2 separate regions of the Mus musculus genome follow, and region 2 is linked to region 1. Evidence: chromatin contacts called from public HiChIP or PLAC-seq data. All regions are on one chromosome and are shown on one strand. Each heading gives the region's core, a stretch centred on a gene start, on an enhancer-like site or on the middle of the called end of the contact. The rest is flanking DNA. Distances are from core to core; before and after follow the strand shown. Region 1 overlaps Supt6 (SPT6, histone chaperone and transcription elongation factor). Region 2 holds the start of Spag5 (sperm associated antigen 5).

What was found. HiChIP or PLAC-seq counts read pairs in DNA pulled down with a chosen protein or histone mark.
Region 2: an H3K4me3 HiChIP or PLAC-seq map of the SCID.adh cell line shows a contact between it and region 1, with 23 read pairs. The contact joins the promoter of Spag5 here to the enhancer-like site in region 1. A contact is called at or near these places in 10 of 39 promoter capture datasets (the C10 cell line, the HPC-7 cell line, cranial neural crest and 4 more), 13 of 484 Hi-C or Micro-C datasets (CD4 T cells, bone marrow-derived macrophages, embryonic ectoderm and 8 more), 11 of 115 datasets of contacts at active chromatin or transcription factors (the SCID.adh cell line, acute myeloid leukemia, embryonic stem cells and 2 more) and 4 of 9 other capture datasets (adipose tissue, embryonic stem cells, liver and 1 more).

What each region holds. Positions count from the first base shown.
Region 1 is chr11:78,214,157-78,218,193 of GRCm38.p6, forward strand. Supt6 (SPT6, histone chaperone and transcription elongation factor) reads right to left here. Exons shown (of 37, transcript NM_009297.2): 27 at 3,685-3,827; 28 at 2,049-2,189. Among named protein-coding and RNA genes, the nearest start is that of Proca1, 21 kb to the left of the region's middle. Within about 2 kb of position 2,010, at least 62 of the 459 cell types and tissues checked have an H3K27ac peak or open chromatin away from gene starts, as enhancers often do. A contact at or near this core is called in the SCID.adh cell line and neural progenitor cells, where this site is marked.
Region 2 is chr11:78,299,521-78,303,557 of GRCm38.p6, forward strand. It overlaps Spag5 (sperm associated antigen 5), which reads left to right and starts at 2,071. Exons shown (of 24, transcript NM_017407.3): 1 at 2,071-2,190; 2 at 2,375-2,500. The coding sequence starts at 2,140. Gm3948 (predicted gene 3948) reads right to left here and starts at 1,991. Exons shown (of 4, transcript NR_166889.1): 1 at 1,785-1,991; 2 at 602-690.

The sequences.
Region 1 (4,037 bases), core at 760-3,259:
GCACTTGTTGGAGGATGTGTGTTACTGAGGTTAGGCACTGAGGCTTCAAAAGTCTAGGTCAGGCTCAATGTCTTCCTCTGCCTATTGCCTATGAACCAGGATGTAAAATTCTCAGCTACTGCTTTAGAGCCATACCTATCTGCTTTCCACCATGATGATCATGGACTAACCTAAAATCTAGGTAAGCCTCCAATTAAGTGCTTTCTATTATAAGTTCCTTTGGCCATGATGCCTTTCCAAAAACCCCAAATTCAGTTCCCAGCACCGCATAAAACCAGGTATGGTGTATGTGTGTTTATTTTAGCACTTGGGAGGTGGAGGCAGGTAGACAGGAGTTCAAGGTCATTCTCAGCACTGTACTGAGTTTGCGGCCAGGCTGATCTTACCCCTGAAAACAGAGTATTTTATTCCCATGAATTTGGTACTTATAACCAGAGATCTGAAACACCCCCCCACCCCCACAGGGTTTCTCTATATAGCCCTGGCTGTCCTGGAGTTCACTTTGTAGACCAGGCTGGCCTCGAACTCAGAAATCCGCCTGCCTCTGCCTCCTGAGTGCTGGGATTAAAGGAGTGCACCACCACTGCCCGGCTTTTTAATATTATTTATGTATGTGAGTACCCTGTCACTCTCTTCAAACACACCAGAAGAGAGCATCAGATCCCATTACAGATGGTTGTGAGCCACCATGTGGTTGCTGGGAAATGAACTCAGGACCTCTGGAATAGCAGTCAGTGCTCTTAACTGTGGAGCCATTTCTCCAGCCCCTGAATTTTTTTTTTAAAGATTTATTTATTTATGCACATTATGCATAAGAATGCTTTGTCTGAGTATATATCAGCATACCAGAAGAAGGCATAGAATTTCATGGAACAACAATTATAGACAGTTGTAAGCTGCCATGTGAGTGCTGGGAATTGAACTCAAGACCTTTGGAAGAATAGCCAATGTTCTTTTTTTTTTTTTAATTATTATTTATTTTCATATACAAAAAGATAAACCTTGAGATACTTCTAGACTTTTCCTCCTATTCTGATGGGGCTGTGGCTGCTCCTTCACACAGGGGGAAAAACTACATTCAATAGCCAATGTTCTTAACCACAGAGGCATCTCTTCAGTGCCTGGAGATCTGAATTTGATCCTTGGACCCTACATTAAAAGCCAGACAAGTATCATCAAAACTAAGGTAGAACTGGATCTAGTAGTGCATGCTTTTAATCCCAGCATGTAGGAGGCAGAGGCCGGTAGATCTCTATATAGTCTACACAGCAAGTTATGGCTGAGGCTACAGAATAGTAGTGCTCCTTCCTCACCGCCAAGAAAATCCAAGAGAATCAATTCGGGTATAAAGTTACTCTCTGACACCTAAGTACATTCACTGAGTGTCTAGCTAGAGCTAGAACTCTGGCAAAGTTACTGTCAAGTCTCTCTCTCTCACACACACATACATACACACACACATACATACATACACACACACACACACACGGCTTGGGGGTAGAACATGGACACACACTCACTGAGTGTCTGTCACTGAGCCTGGCACATGGCAGCCTCAGGAGGAGACGACAGGACAGAAGGGAGTTAGGAGATTTACTGCCAACTTCTCACTCGGAGGGAGGTTCCTTCTGTGTGGCCCTGCACCGCTGTGAAGCTCAGAGGTAGTCTATCTATGGACAGAGCTGTGCCACATAGCCTTTGAAATCTCCTGAGCAACACTGCCCAACACAGAGAACAGGCAGAGCTTTCTTGTTTGTGATGTTGGGTCTCACTTCCTGCCATGTGCTGAGAGCACAGCTCCCCACACAGGAAGGAACCCTCTTTCAAAGGGCTGGCAACCAGCAGAAACTGCTTTACAACAGTAGACAAAAGCCACTACTCATTCAGATGCTCTCCCCAGCTTCTTCCAGTTATTATAAATCCTTTCTACTCTCCCCACCAGCAGTCACTGGGAACAGAGCCTAACTTCTGGTGGGGGCAGCTCAAAGCTAGGGAGCCCAACAGGGCAACCGGAGAGCGCACGACTCCTGAGCCCGGTCACCATGTACCTTCACTCGCTCCTCTGGCCTCTTCACCACCTTGTCACTGAGGAATTTGGTAGGGATGAAGCCGGTGACGCCATTGTCTAGCCGTGTTTTCACACCAATGGCCTGACCAGGGCATGATCCACTGTCAAAATGGTTCCAGACCTGAAGAATAGAGAAAAGGACTATTAAAAATTCGGAAGCTCCGGCTGGTGAGATGGCTCAGCAAGTAAGAGCACTGACTGCTCTTCCAAAGGTCCCGAGTTTAAATCCCAGCAACCACATAGTGGCTCACAGCCATCTGTAATGAGATCTGGTGCCCTCTTCTGGTGTGCTTGAAGACAGTGTATTTACATATAACAAATAAGAAAAAAAAATTCAGGAGCTTGTTTGTACAGAAGAGAGCAGCTGGGGGGTGGGGGGCTGGAGAGATGGCTCAGTGGTTAAGGGTATTTATTGCCTTTACAGAGGGTCCGGATCCAATCACCAGAATGCAGTTACATAGCAGTTACAACCAACCCTAACTCCAGTTACAAGAAGTCTGACTTCTGAGGGCATCAAGTACACACATTACATAGTACACAGACAAAATAGTCAAACCTAAAGTAAAGTAAATAGATCAGAGAGAGAGAGAGAGAGAGAAGAGAGAGAGAGAGAGATGGAGGAAGGAGGCAGGCCAGGAAAGGATGCACACAGTAGGAGAGAACCCACAAGGTATCCTCTAACCTCCACACACATAAAATAAGTAAGAAAATTAAAAACCCCAAAAGAAAAGTGTATCCAATCAGCTACCCACCAAGGTAGAGTGTGAATATCCAGAGTACCTGATTTGCTGCTTGGCACTACAGGCCATTAGATGAAGCTTTCACAGGTAACTGACCTGCTTTCTAACCCCACTGTGATCCCTTTTGCTCTGTTCTACTTTAGTGAGAGTAACAAGTATCTATGCAGGAATTTGCTACAATGGACCTAATAAGTGAAAAACCAGAAAATGCTGGGTGGCTTTAGAAAAGAACATGATAATTGGGTGAGATGGTGCAGCCTTTAATCTCACTCAGCACTAAGGAGGCAGAGGAAGACAGATCTCTTAAAAGTTCAAGGCTATGGGGGACCTTTGGAATAGCATTGAAAATGTAAACGAGGAAAATACCTAATTAAAAAAAAAAAAAAAAAAAAAAGAATAAAAAAAAAAAAAAGTTCAAGGCTAGCCTGGTCTACATAAGTGAGTTCTAGGCCAGCCAAGGCTACATAATAAGACCTTGTCTCCAGGATAAAAAAAGAAGGCAGGCAGGCACATAATGCCTAGAAGAACAGATGGAAAATTAGAGTGGGAATAATATAAAAATCGTAAAGCTGACATGTACTTTCAAGCCAGTGTAAGTAAGGCTACTGCGCTCCCTGCGGTGAGCATGCGTTGAGCGGTGAGCATGATTCTCATGGCCTAACTTGCTGTAGTGACAGGAGGAAAGTGGGACAAGAGTTAAAGGTTACAGTGACTGCAGCAGAATAGATGGGGACACCCAGGAAAGGACTTCATGGTAAGAGTCCCCCTGTGCCTTTGTGCACTTGTTTGGTGAGAACATGACCTGAACACGACCATTTATCTCTCCTCAGCAAACTTTAGTCAAGGAAGCTTACGGCAGTAACACGCAGCACATACCTCGCTTAGCTCAGGGAAGTTGTCTTGTTGACAGAAGGGGCACTGCCACAGCCCTGTCTCATCATTTCGGATGGCCTGGTCATAGCTCTCACCCTGTGGGCGCCTGTGAGCAATGCCGGTAACATTGCAGATGATAAGCTTTCCTGTAGGAAAGAAAGCTGGTTAGCAGGATGGAGAGGCAGATCTATCTACAGAGATCTGACTCCTACCCACCCACTCCCTTTGCTGACACAACATCCATCTTCTGGCATCTCTGTTGATTTCTTTCTCATCCTGGAGGACAGAGACCTCCCTGGACTCAATACCAGGGAATGATGCCTAGAAGACGACTCCATGATGTCTAAAGCAAGCTA
Region 2 (4,037 bases), core at 821-3,320, 85 kb after region 1:
ACACTACCTTGCCTGGGCCTCAAGGTTTTCATGACCACTATGCCTCAAGATCCAGGTCAGAAGCCTGTATTTTCCAGCCTCAAGATCTGGATCATGGGTGTGCCCTCCATTTCTGGATTGTAGTTCATCCCAGACGTAGCTGGCAACCAGGAACGGCCACCTCAGACCACAAATACTCTTGGGGTACCTTTTGCTGAACCTTGGACAATTCCAAGCTCAAAAGCATTCTCAGGACTCTGAGGCAGAAGGATTGCCGAAAAATTGAGGCCAGCCTAGGCTAAAGAGAGATCCTGCCTCAAAAAAGGAAAAATCACTCTATTGGAAGAGCAGTTGCTTGGTAGAGCACAAACTTAGCATGTTCTAGGCCCTGGGACTCTTATCTTCGGCACTACCCACCTATCTTGTCTCCCCCTGTTTTTATTCAAGCAGTTTTTCTAAAGCCTACAGACTGGTACTGTTTGTCTCTAGAGTAGCAGTGTTCAATAGAAGTATAATGAATGCACTCAGGAGGCAGAGGAAGAGCTGAAAGGAGCCCGATCTATACCACCAGAGACTAGCTTAAAACAAAACAAAAAGACATGTATGATTTTAATCCTAGTACCCAGGAGGTAGAGGGCCAGTGGGTCTCTTTATGAGTTCAAGGCCAGCTTGATCTGATTTCCAGGGTAGCAACAAGTACACAGAGAGACCCTGTCACAAAGAAGAAATGAAACACAAGTTAGTATAACTTATATGTCTGTACATGTTCATGTACCTGTCTACCTGCTTGCTCACATGTGTAGGGCTTTGTGGAACCAGAGGTCAACATTACATATTTTTTTCAATCACTCTAGACTTTATCTTTCAAGACATTTTCTGTTATTGAACCCAGAACTCACTGATTCATTAGACTAACTGAGCAGCAAACCCCAGGGGATCCTCTCATTTCTGCCTCAGCCCCCATGTTGTTAGGAGAACAGGCAAAAACTGCTGCACCCAGCCCTTTTTTTTTTTAACAGGATCTATGTAGCCCTGGCTGTCTTGGTACACACTGTGTAAACCATCCTGGCCTCGAACTCACAGAGATCCACCTGCTTCTGCCTCTTCAGTGTTGAGATTAAAAGTGTGCACCACCATGCCCGGCTTTTTATTGGGTATTGGAGATCCAAATTCAGGCCCTCAAGCTTTCCTGACAAGCTCTAAGATGGAGTCATTGCCCCATTCTTCCCCTTACATAATTTTAAAATTGTCACCCATGTTCAAAAGGTTTAAAACAAGAAATTTTAATATATTTTATTTAACCTAGCATATCTAAAAATATTTCAGTATGCAATTAACATTAAAAAAATAGTTTTTCCATACAAGGTCTGAAATGCAATGTGCATTTCACACCTGTATTATATTCCCATTTGAAGAATTCAGAGCTACATGCAGCCCGCAGAAAGTTACTGACCAGTACAGTTCCTGATGGGCGCGCATACCCTGACAGAACCCTACAGTTTCTAACATTAAAGCTCTTCTTTGGTTCTCTTCTTTTTCTTCATACATTAACACTTCTAAATTGGCCTGTGATTTCATCATTCAAGAGGCTGAGGGCCAGGCAGTGGTGGTGTGGGACACGCTGTTTGTGTGTGTGAGAGTGTGTATGTGTGTGAGAGAGTTAGTTATTAATATAGCAAGCACTTGAAACAGATCACCATAAATGCACAGTAAAGTAAATATCAACTATTATTCTAGTGATCTTGTTACAGTAGGCTCCGAGGTTAGACACAAGAAAGGCCCAGAAATTCTGAAGAGGCGGTTACCTGAAGGCCGAAATTGGGCACTTAGGAACTCCCTCTGGCCGTTATGAAACTGGCACCTATGCCTGGACAGCCCAACCCTGGGGGAAGTGCGGCTCACTCGGTAACCGGGGGAACGGAGCCACTGAAACAGGACTCCACGACTCTCCAGCAGCCCACAGACACACCAGCCTGCCAGATGGGTGCTTCAGTGGAGGCGTTAGGCTGAGCGGCTCGTGGGGGCGTGACGCGCGCAGGTCCCGCCCACCATACGTACCGCGGCCCCGCAGCCAATCCCGAAGTGCGTATTGGGTTCAAATAGAGGCGGCGGGTGAAAGTGGCCATTTCGACTTGGTCTGGTTAAGTGATCGAGTTGAAAATGTGGAGGGTGAAAACACTGAATCTCGGTTTGTCGCCTTCGCCCCAAAAGGTGAGGAGAGAACTCCGGCAGACAGGGCGCTACCTGGGCGGGGCCGGGCGGGGCCGAGGCCGGTGAAGTCCGGCTCCGGACGAAGTGGGGCAGCGGGAGGCATTGTCCGCCCCGGCCTAGCGGTTGTGGGAAAACACTCCGGGAGGCCGAGACCAGCTTTCCTCACACTCGCTTTCTCTCTCAGGGGAAGCCAGCTATGAGTACTCCTCTCCGAGAGCTTAAACTACAGCCCGAGGCCCTCGCCGATTCAGGGAAAGGTCCCTCTATGATCTCCGCGCTGACCCCATACCTGTGCAGGCTGGAGCTGAAGGTGAGATTTTTAGCTTCACAACTGGGCTGTTTGCCCAGGCTCAGATGCTCAGAGGAACAGAGGGCCAAAGCTGGAACGTAATTAATAACGATAATGAAGTCTTCCACTTCCGTGACATCCATTTACAGCTATTCAGGCCAACAGAGAGGTGCCCTGGGGTGGTTAAAACGAATCCACTGAGAACCCACACCTCTATTTAGCTGGGTTCGATTTTTTTTTTTCTTTACCTCTTTTCTTGTTTTTGACCTATACCAAATTCCCGAGAAATACTGGCACATTTATGGAGAGATCTGTCTCCAAGAGTTGAAACCATATCCATCTATCCTATGGGGTAGTTAGAATTTTCCTGTATCCAATACTTTAAACTATTACCTTGCAGAATTGCCTATATTGAGCTGTACCTTTTAGTTAGAAGGTTTTCTATTGTTACTGTTACTATTATTGTTGTTTTGGGTTTTGTTTGTTTGTTTTTGTTTTTGTTTTTTGAGACAGAGTTTCTTTGTGTAGACCTGGCTGTCCTGAAACACTTTCTGTAGACCAGGCTGGCCTGAAACTCAGAGATCTGCCTACCTCTGCCTCTCCAGTTCGGAGATCAAGGGTGCCAGCCACCACTACCACCACTCAGCTTCTTTTCTACTTTTAGATTTTTTTTTTAATGTTTTAGATTTTTTTTTAATTACTTGTCAAATGACTTAAGAGAAATAGTACAAACTGCTTTTGTAAAACTTGTCAAGAGAGGAGTTTGACCCACTGGGTTCTTTAAAGACATTTTGTAGAACTTACTTGGGAAATTGTCCTGAAGAAATTGCTATCATTTCCTCTTCCTATAGGGAGAACCAGGAAGCCTACCATTCTTTCAAAATATGAAAGTTTGCTTTTTTTTTTCTTTGACCATGATTTTGTTATTTTATGGTGCTGGGTATTAAACCTAGGTCTTTGTGCTTGCTAGATGGATACTACACTACTACTAAACTATACCCGCAATCCTATTTCATTAACTTTATTCTGTCTTTAGTAACTCAAGATTTTTGTTTGTTTGGTTGGCTTTGGTTTTTTAAAAAATATTTATTTATTTATTTATTTATTATATGTAAATACACTGTAGCTGTCTTCAGACACTCCAGAAGAGGGAATCAGATCTCATTACAGATGGTTGTGAGCCACCATGTGGTTGCTGGGATTTGAACTCCGGACCTTTGGAAGAGCAGTCGGGTGCTCTTACCCACTGAGCCATCTCACCAGCCCAGCTTTGGTTTTTTTTGAGACAGGGTTTCTCAGTGTAGACTTGGCTGTCCCAGAACTCACTCTGAAGACCAGGCTGGCCACTCAGAGATCCACCTGCCTCTGCCTCTTGAGTGCTAGGATTAAAGGTATGTGCCACCACCAGCTGGCATTCCTGGAGTGATCTCTGAGTTATTCTGGTGTAACTCTAGATTCTGAGAGCACTTGAAACATTTCCCATCCTCTGTTCAGTCTCTCCTACCCCCCACTCTTTCTCTCTTAAGAGTTATCTATTTATTTTATCTATACGAATACA